Linked DNA regions of Urocitellus parryii: region 2 is linked to region 1. A link is a contact called in public Hi-C data. All regions are on one chromosome and are shown on one strand. Each heading gives the region's core, a stretch centred on a gene start, on an enhancer-like site or on the middle of the called end of the contact. The rest is flanking DNA. Distances are from core to core; before and after follow the strand shown. Region 1 holds the start of Dpm2 (dolichyl-phosphate mannosyltransferase subunit 2, regulatory). Region 2 holds the start of Ptges2 (prostaglandin E synthase 2).

The links. A called contact is a pair of places that touch in the nucleus more often than the background predicts.
Region 2: a Hi-C map of liver shows a contact between it and region 1, with 5 times the contacts expected there. The contact joins the promoter of Ptges2 here to the promoter of Dpm2 in region 1. A contact is called at or near these places in 2 of 2 Hi-C or Micro-C datasets (liver and muscle).

The regions. Positions count from the first base shown.
Region 1 is chr4:204,057,999-204,060,698 of mUroPar1.hap1, forward strand. Dpm2 (dolichyl-phosphate mannosyltransferase subunit 2, regulatory) reads right to left here and starts at 1,343. Exons shown (of 4, transcript XM_026386478.2): 1 at 1,279-1,343; 2 at 899-988; 3 at 7-109. The coding sequence starts at 1,281.
Region 2 is chr4:204,198,675-204,201,374 of mUroPar1.hap1, forward strand. Ptges2 (prostaglandin E synthase 2) reads right to left here and starts at 1,347. Exons shown (of 7, transcript XM_026386491.2): 1 at 1,037-1,347; 2 at 1-135. The coding sequence starts at 1,327.

The DNA.
Region 1 (2,700 bases), core at 93-2,592:
ACTTACCCACAAACAGGAGCAGCAAGAGACCCGCGGCCAGGGGGATGGCAACAGCATACGCTCGAGGGAGGAAGAACTTGTGGATGACATGCTCATTGTCGATGAATGGCTGGCATGAGGGGCAGAGCTCTGATGAGCACTGCTCACCCTGCCCAGCCCCCAAGCCCAAACATCCCATCTCCTCCAAAGGACTGACTCCATTCAGAGCACTGGGACAGCATTTGCTTTTCTTTAAGATGATAGCATTTTGGGTGTTGCCATTTGCTTCCTCTGATCATCTAAAAGTTGTTTGCTGAGCACTTGCTCAGTGCCTGTGCTAGGTTAGTGCTGGGGAGCCAGCAGTGAACAGAAGACAAAGGACCTGCCCTAAGAGAGTCTAGCTACGGGCCTCACCAGAAATTCCCAGTCTGGGTTCCCAGGTCGTTTTTTACTAATATTTTTTCTCTACAGGATATCAAGTTATGAGTTTGTCTTCCAAACACACTGCACTTATTAAGCAGATTTTATACCATATGAAAACAAAACAAAACCCCCCTAAAGTCCTCATAAAACCCATGGTTTCTCAATATACTCAGGAGCCAGCCGGCTAAAGGAAGTGCAGAACCCCCCTCAAAAGCAAAGCAAACCCGCATCAGGGCTTCCCAATGTTGTGCAACCTTCCAAGTGTAGCCAGGCAAACTTGGGCCAGACCTTTCTCTCTGGGCCTCAGCTTCATCATCTACAAAATGCAGACCCCACTAGCACCTTCTTAGTGCTTTCTGGAGACTTCATGACATAAGGCAAGTAAAGCAGCCCGCATAGTGCCTGGCACGTAGCAGCTGCTCACATGGTGTAAGGGGTCGACTTCAAGATCCAGGGATGGGGGAAGGTGAGCCGAGGGCGGAGGAGGCAGACATACCAAGAGGATCACCCAGGCGGTATAGTAGGTGAAGATGATCAGGCTAACAGCAACAAGACCGAGTCCCACCACCTGGTCTGTCCCTGTGGCCTGGAGAAAAGGGAGGGCTCAGAAGACGAAGCGACTATCCATTTAGGTGCATTACTGGAAGAGGCATCGCGGCCAATTTACGCTCTAAACTTCTCATTCACTCAACAGCTGTACAGAGTGGCGGATTCTGCATCATCTCCAGGCGCTCCCGCAGGGCTTCAGCATTTTCACCCGTACACGGGCCAGGAGAGAGCAATCCGGCTCCGAGTGCCCAAGCCTCCGCTCCCGAGCACCCCCCAGTCCCACCCCCAGACGCCTCCGACCCCACAGGCACCCGGCCTCAGCCTCACCATTTCCCTCCAGCTCCGCCACTTGAGCAGTGAACCACATTCAATTCCGGATCCGGGACCTTCCGGCCCTGGGCCACGGAGCACGCTGGGAGTCGTAGTCCATAGCACGCCCAGGCCCATATCACCCGCGACCGGAGGCCGCCCCCGCCCTTTGCATGTCGGGAAATGTAGTTGTTCAAGAGGATTGTAACGCGGGTTGCTTCCCGAATCTCCCTAGGGAGTGGAACCGAGCCGGGAACTCCGACTGCGTTGGTGGCCACACTCCTCTCAGACCCGCTCCTCCAAAAAGTCCATCTCTAAACATCCCATAGGCCCAAAGCCAGAGCTAGAAGGGGTTTCGGGTGTGAAGTCCCGTCTTCCAAAGATAATAATCGCAGCGGGTGATGAATCCGACGTTGGAACCTGGGACCCCACTCCCTGGTTCCCAGGCCCTAATTTGTCTGCTTAGGGAAGGAGTGCAAAGCGTGTTCACTGAGGAGGACTTTTTTGTTTCGTTTTTTTTTTTTTTCGGTGTGGGAACTGAATTTAGGGTCGTTCTCCCACTGAGCTACATCCCCAGCGCTTTTTATTTCTAGAGAGAGGGTCCCACTGAATTGCCAATGCTGACCTCAAACTAGCAATCCTCTTGCCTTGGTCTGAGATTTCGATTTCAGTTGCAGAGGGGGACACCCAACCCACTATGGCCTGGCTTTCCTGGCCATCCAGGTGACTCCTCCTTTCATCAACTGCACCTACGGCCCAGGGTGTCACAGGTTTCTGACAGTCCCTGTGGGCAGGTCTATCCTGTCTTGGAGGTGCTTTCCTCTGAGAACAAGGGGAGATTGGGCCAGATCATCTTTGATGCTTTCAGTGCCTGAGGTGGCTGCTTCTCACCCATCAGGTCTCACCAGATGCCACACTGTCCACAGGAAGCTGCTTTTTCTAGCTGGAGATAAGGGCTCCCCTGTGCCCCCACATGTGTTTCTGTCACACTGCTGTATTTGAATTAGCTGATTTGCTCCATGGCCTGGGCCTGCTTACCTGTGAACTCACTGAAGGTAGGGTCTATGGTCATGACTGTATCCCCAGCACCCAGAATGGGGCTTGGCACAGAGTGGGAGATGTGACTCATTCAGCTTCTGCTGTCTCTACTAGGAGCTTGGGCGATAGATGAGGTGGGAATCTGGCATAGCTCACTCTCTGGGGACAGAATGTCTTCTTGGGTTCTTTAGGTCTGTCACTGTCTTTAGGGGCCCCTGAGACAACTTCCCTCTCCCAAGGGTTGCATAGGGGAAGGAACTGATAATCGCCCTCTGGGGCTTAAAGGGGCCATGATTGGGGTCAGCCCTGAGGAGTGGAGATAATGATGTTTTGGGACAGTTAGTAGCTGCCTTCCTTTGGCCTGGCCCAAACCTCTAGGCTTCCTGCCACCTCTAAGCTCAT
Region 2 (2,700 bases), core at 97-2,596, 140 kb after region 1:
AGTCCGGCGCACAGGGTTCACCTCCACCACCTCGTAAGGCAGGGCATGGAAGTCCAGGAAGGCACGGACTTTGCTGCAGAAGGGACATGTCTTGTACTGGTACAGGGTCAGCTGCAGGCGGCTGGACAAGGAGAGCTGAGGGGGAGCAGAGGAGGGGCTTCTGAGGCCTGGCACCCCTGCCCAGGCCCCACCTGGGCAGACACCTTTCCCAGGGAGTCTTTTGAGTTGACCCTGAGAATACGGGGAGAACAGGGTGGCAGGCAGGGAAGGGGCTGCCGTGGCGGATGGCCCAGGTGTAGGCCGCCAGCTGGCAGGCCTCAGGGCAGGGCCAGCACCTGTGGAAGGTCTGCTTAGAAGAACCCTCCAGTGTCTCTGCCCAACACTGTGCAGACACTGACGGTCTCCCTCCAGTCCCAAAGGACGGTCCCAGGCTGTGCCTCTCTCCAGCGGCAGTGGACCAACCCCAGGGACCTCTGGGTGAGGGGACAGAGCTATTTGGTACCCAGGCCAGCACAATTCAGTTGGTCCATCTCAATTCTGCAAGGGGGAGGGCTGACCAGGGCCGCCAGGACCACCTCCCTCAGGGTTGGGTTCCCAGGGGAAACCCGGGACTGGACACAGGTGGGCAGGGTGCCACGCCTAATCCACTCCCCACCCCAGGTCAGGAAAGGGGCATCCGAGTGAGGAGGGGGCTGTAGTGGTGCAGCCTACAAGCTCTCAGGGGTGGCTGAGTCACCACCCGGCTGGAGGGACACCTTCATTTCAGGGCCTGGAGTCAAAGGGTCACTAGTTCCATGAAAGTGCTGCTGCTTCAGACACAACGATTTCATGAGAAATACACACAGTTCTGGGCTAGTAAGCAGCAGTCGCGTCCCCATTTTACAGATGAGGAGGCTGCCGGTTGACACCTAAGGCCGAGTCGCTAGCCCAAGGTCACAAGCAGGCGGAGGAGGCGACTCCCGACCCCACTGGTTCCCAGGAGTCTAGTTTCGTCGCTGATCCCAGAATCTCCATCCACAGCCCAGCCAGGCCTTACCTGGGCGGCTGAGCGCTCGGCGCGGAGGTCCTGGGCGCGCAGGTGCCACCGTGCGGTGTGGTACAGCCCCAGGGCGCCCCCCAGGGCTAGCGCCGCCGCCCCCAGTAGCCGCGGGCTCCCCTTGCGGGCGGCGGCGGCAGGGGTCCCCGGGCCACCAGCAGCCCCCGCGAAGCCCGCCCGGCTCTGCGCGAGGAATGGTGGCCAGGGGCGGCCGCCCAGCCTCTCTGCCAACGCGCACCGACCGGGCCACAGCGCCCGAGCCGCCCCAGCCGCCCGCGCCGCCTGGGCCATGTTCGTTCCTCCGAAGCCACGGGCGGGCGCGCGAAACCAAGACGCGCAGGCTCGGGCTCTCCTTAAAGGGCCGGGTTCCGGAAGCCGGGCGGGTTGCCTAGGGTGATGGTGACGCCGAGCTGGGACCGGCAGCCCTATTCGGATTAGCCGTGTGTGCCAACCAGAGCCGCAGAAGTACACCCGGGGGTGTCTGGAAGCGACTCAAGGCCTCTGGCTTCCGAGGGTGCGTCTGCAACAGGTGTTGGCGGTGATCGGCGCGTACCTGCGTGCCAGCCTGCGATACGTGGTTAGCCTCTTCTGCAGTGTGCACCCATTCGAAAGAGATTGAATCCTGACGACCGTCAAGGAAAGGGCCCCGGCTTCAGTGAAGGCCGCGGTGGGGGCCCGACCCGAGGTGGCGGCGATTCGAGCTCTTTCTGCCCTCCCGAGTACACCTCTGCGGTAACCCAAACCATAAACTTTTCCAAACCCAAAGCGGGGCCTAGGAAACCACGTGTCTCAGGCAGCCCACGCGCAGCGCCGGCTGGCCGGCCCGGAGGCCCCCGGGCAGATGGGGCAGAGCAGGAGTCTGGGTGGCCGCGCCTCACCGCCGGGCTCGCTCACCCAGGCTGAGCGCCCGAGCCTCCACCGTCTAGGCTTCTCGGAGGGCAGCCCTGGGAAGGCCCCACCTGGCGGCCCGGAGGGGCGTGGCTGGCGGAGATCCGGAGGGGCGGGGCGTGCCTGGGCTCCGCCCCGCTCCGTCTCCGCCTTCCACCCACTCTGCCTAGGGTTCTGCCACTGCCTCTACCTTGGGACCTGAGGCCGCAATGTCTGGCCCCCATGGAGTCTGGGCTTGCGGGTGGAGATGGGAGCCCAAGGCGAGGACAGTGGCTTAGGAGAAGCAGGTGACTCAGGGGCTGCTTTGCTTTCCCAGAAAGAACTGGAGCCATGACAGGGACCTGGAAGAGCTCGAAGAATCCTCCCAGTATTCCCATGGACACTGAGTTGTAGGCACCGCGTCCGAGGTGCTGGGCCAACTGGTCTCTGGGAACCGCAACACTGGAGAATCGAGAGCACCTTTTACAAAATGGGAAACAGGCAGATTCAGGGATGTCGCCCATTTGAGATTTGTTCCAGCTATTTCCTTTAGCCCCTAGGGAGATCAAGACTTTGAGAGGGACCTAATGGAGCTTGACTGGCTTGGCTTAGCTGGAGGCACTGATCCGTGTCCCTAGCCACCTGGCTTTGTTGGTGTGACCTGTTTTACAGCCTGTTGCAGCCACAGCACTGCTGGGGAGCAGGAGAACCATCAACCATCACCTCTCTTTGCCTTCTCCAATTTGAGTTTTCCCACTTGCAATGCAGGAATAATGAAAGATATCTCCTGCATTGAG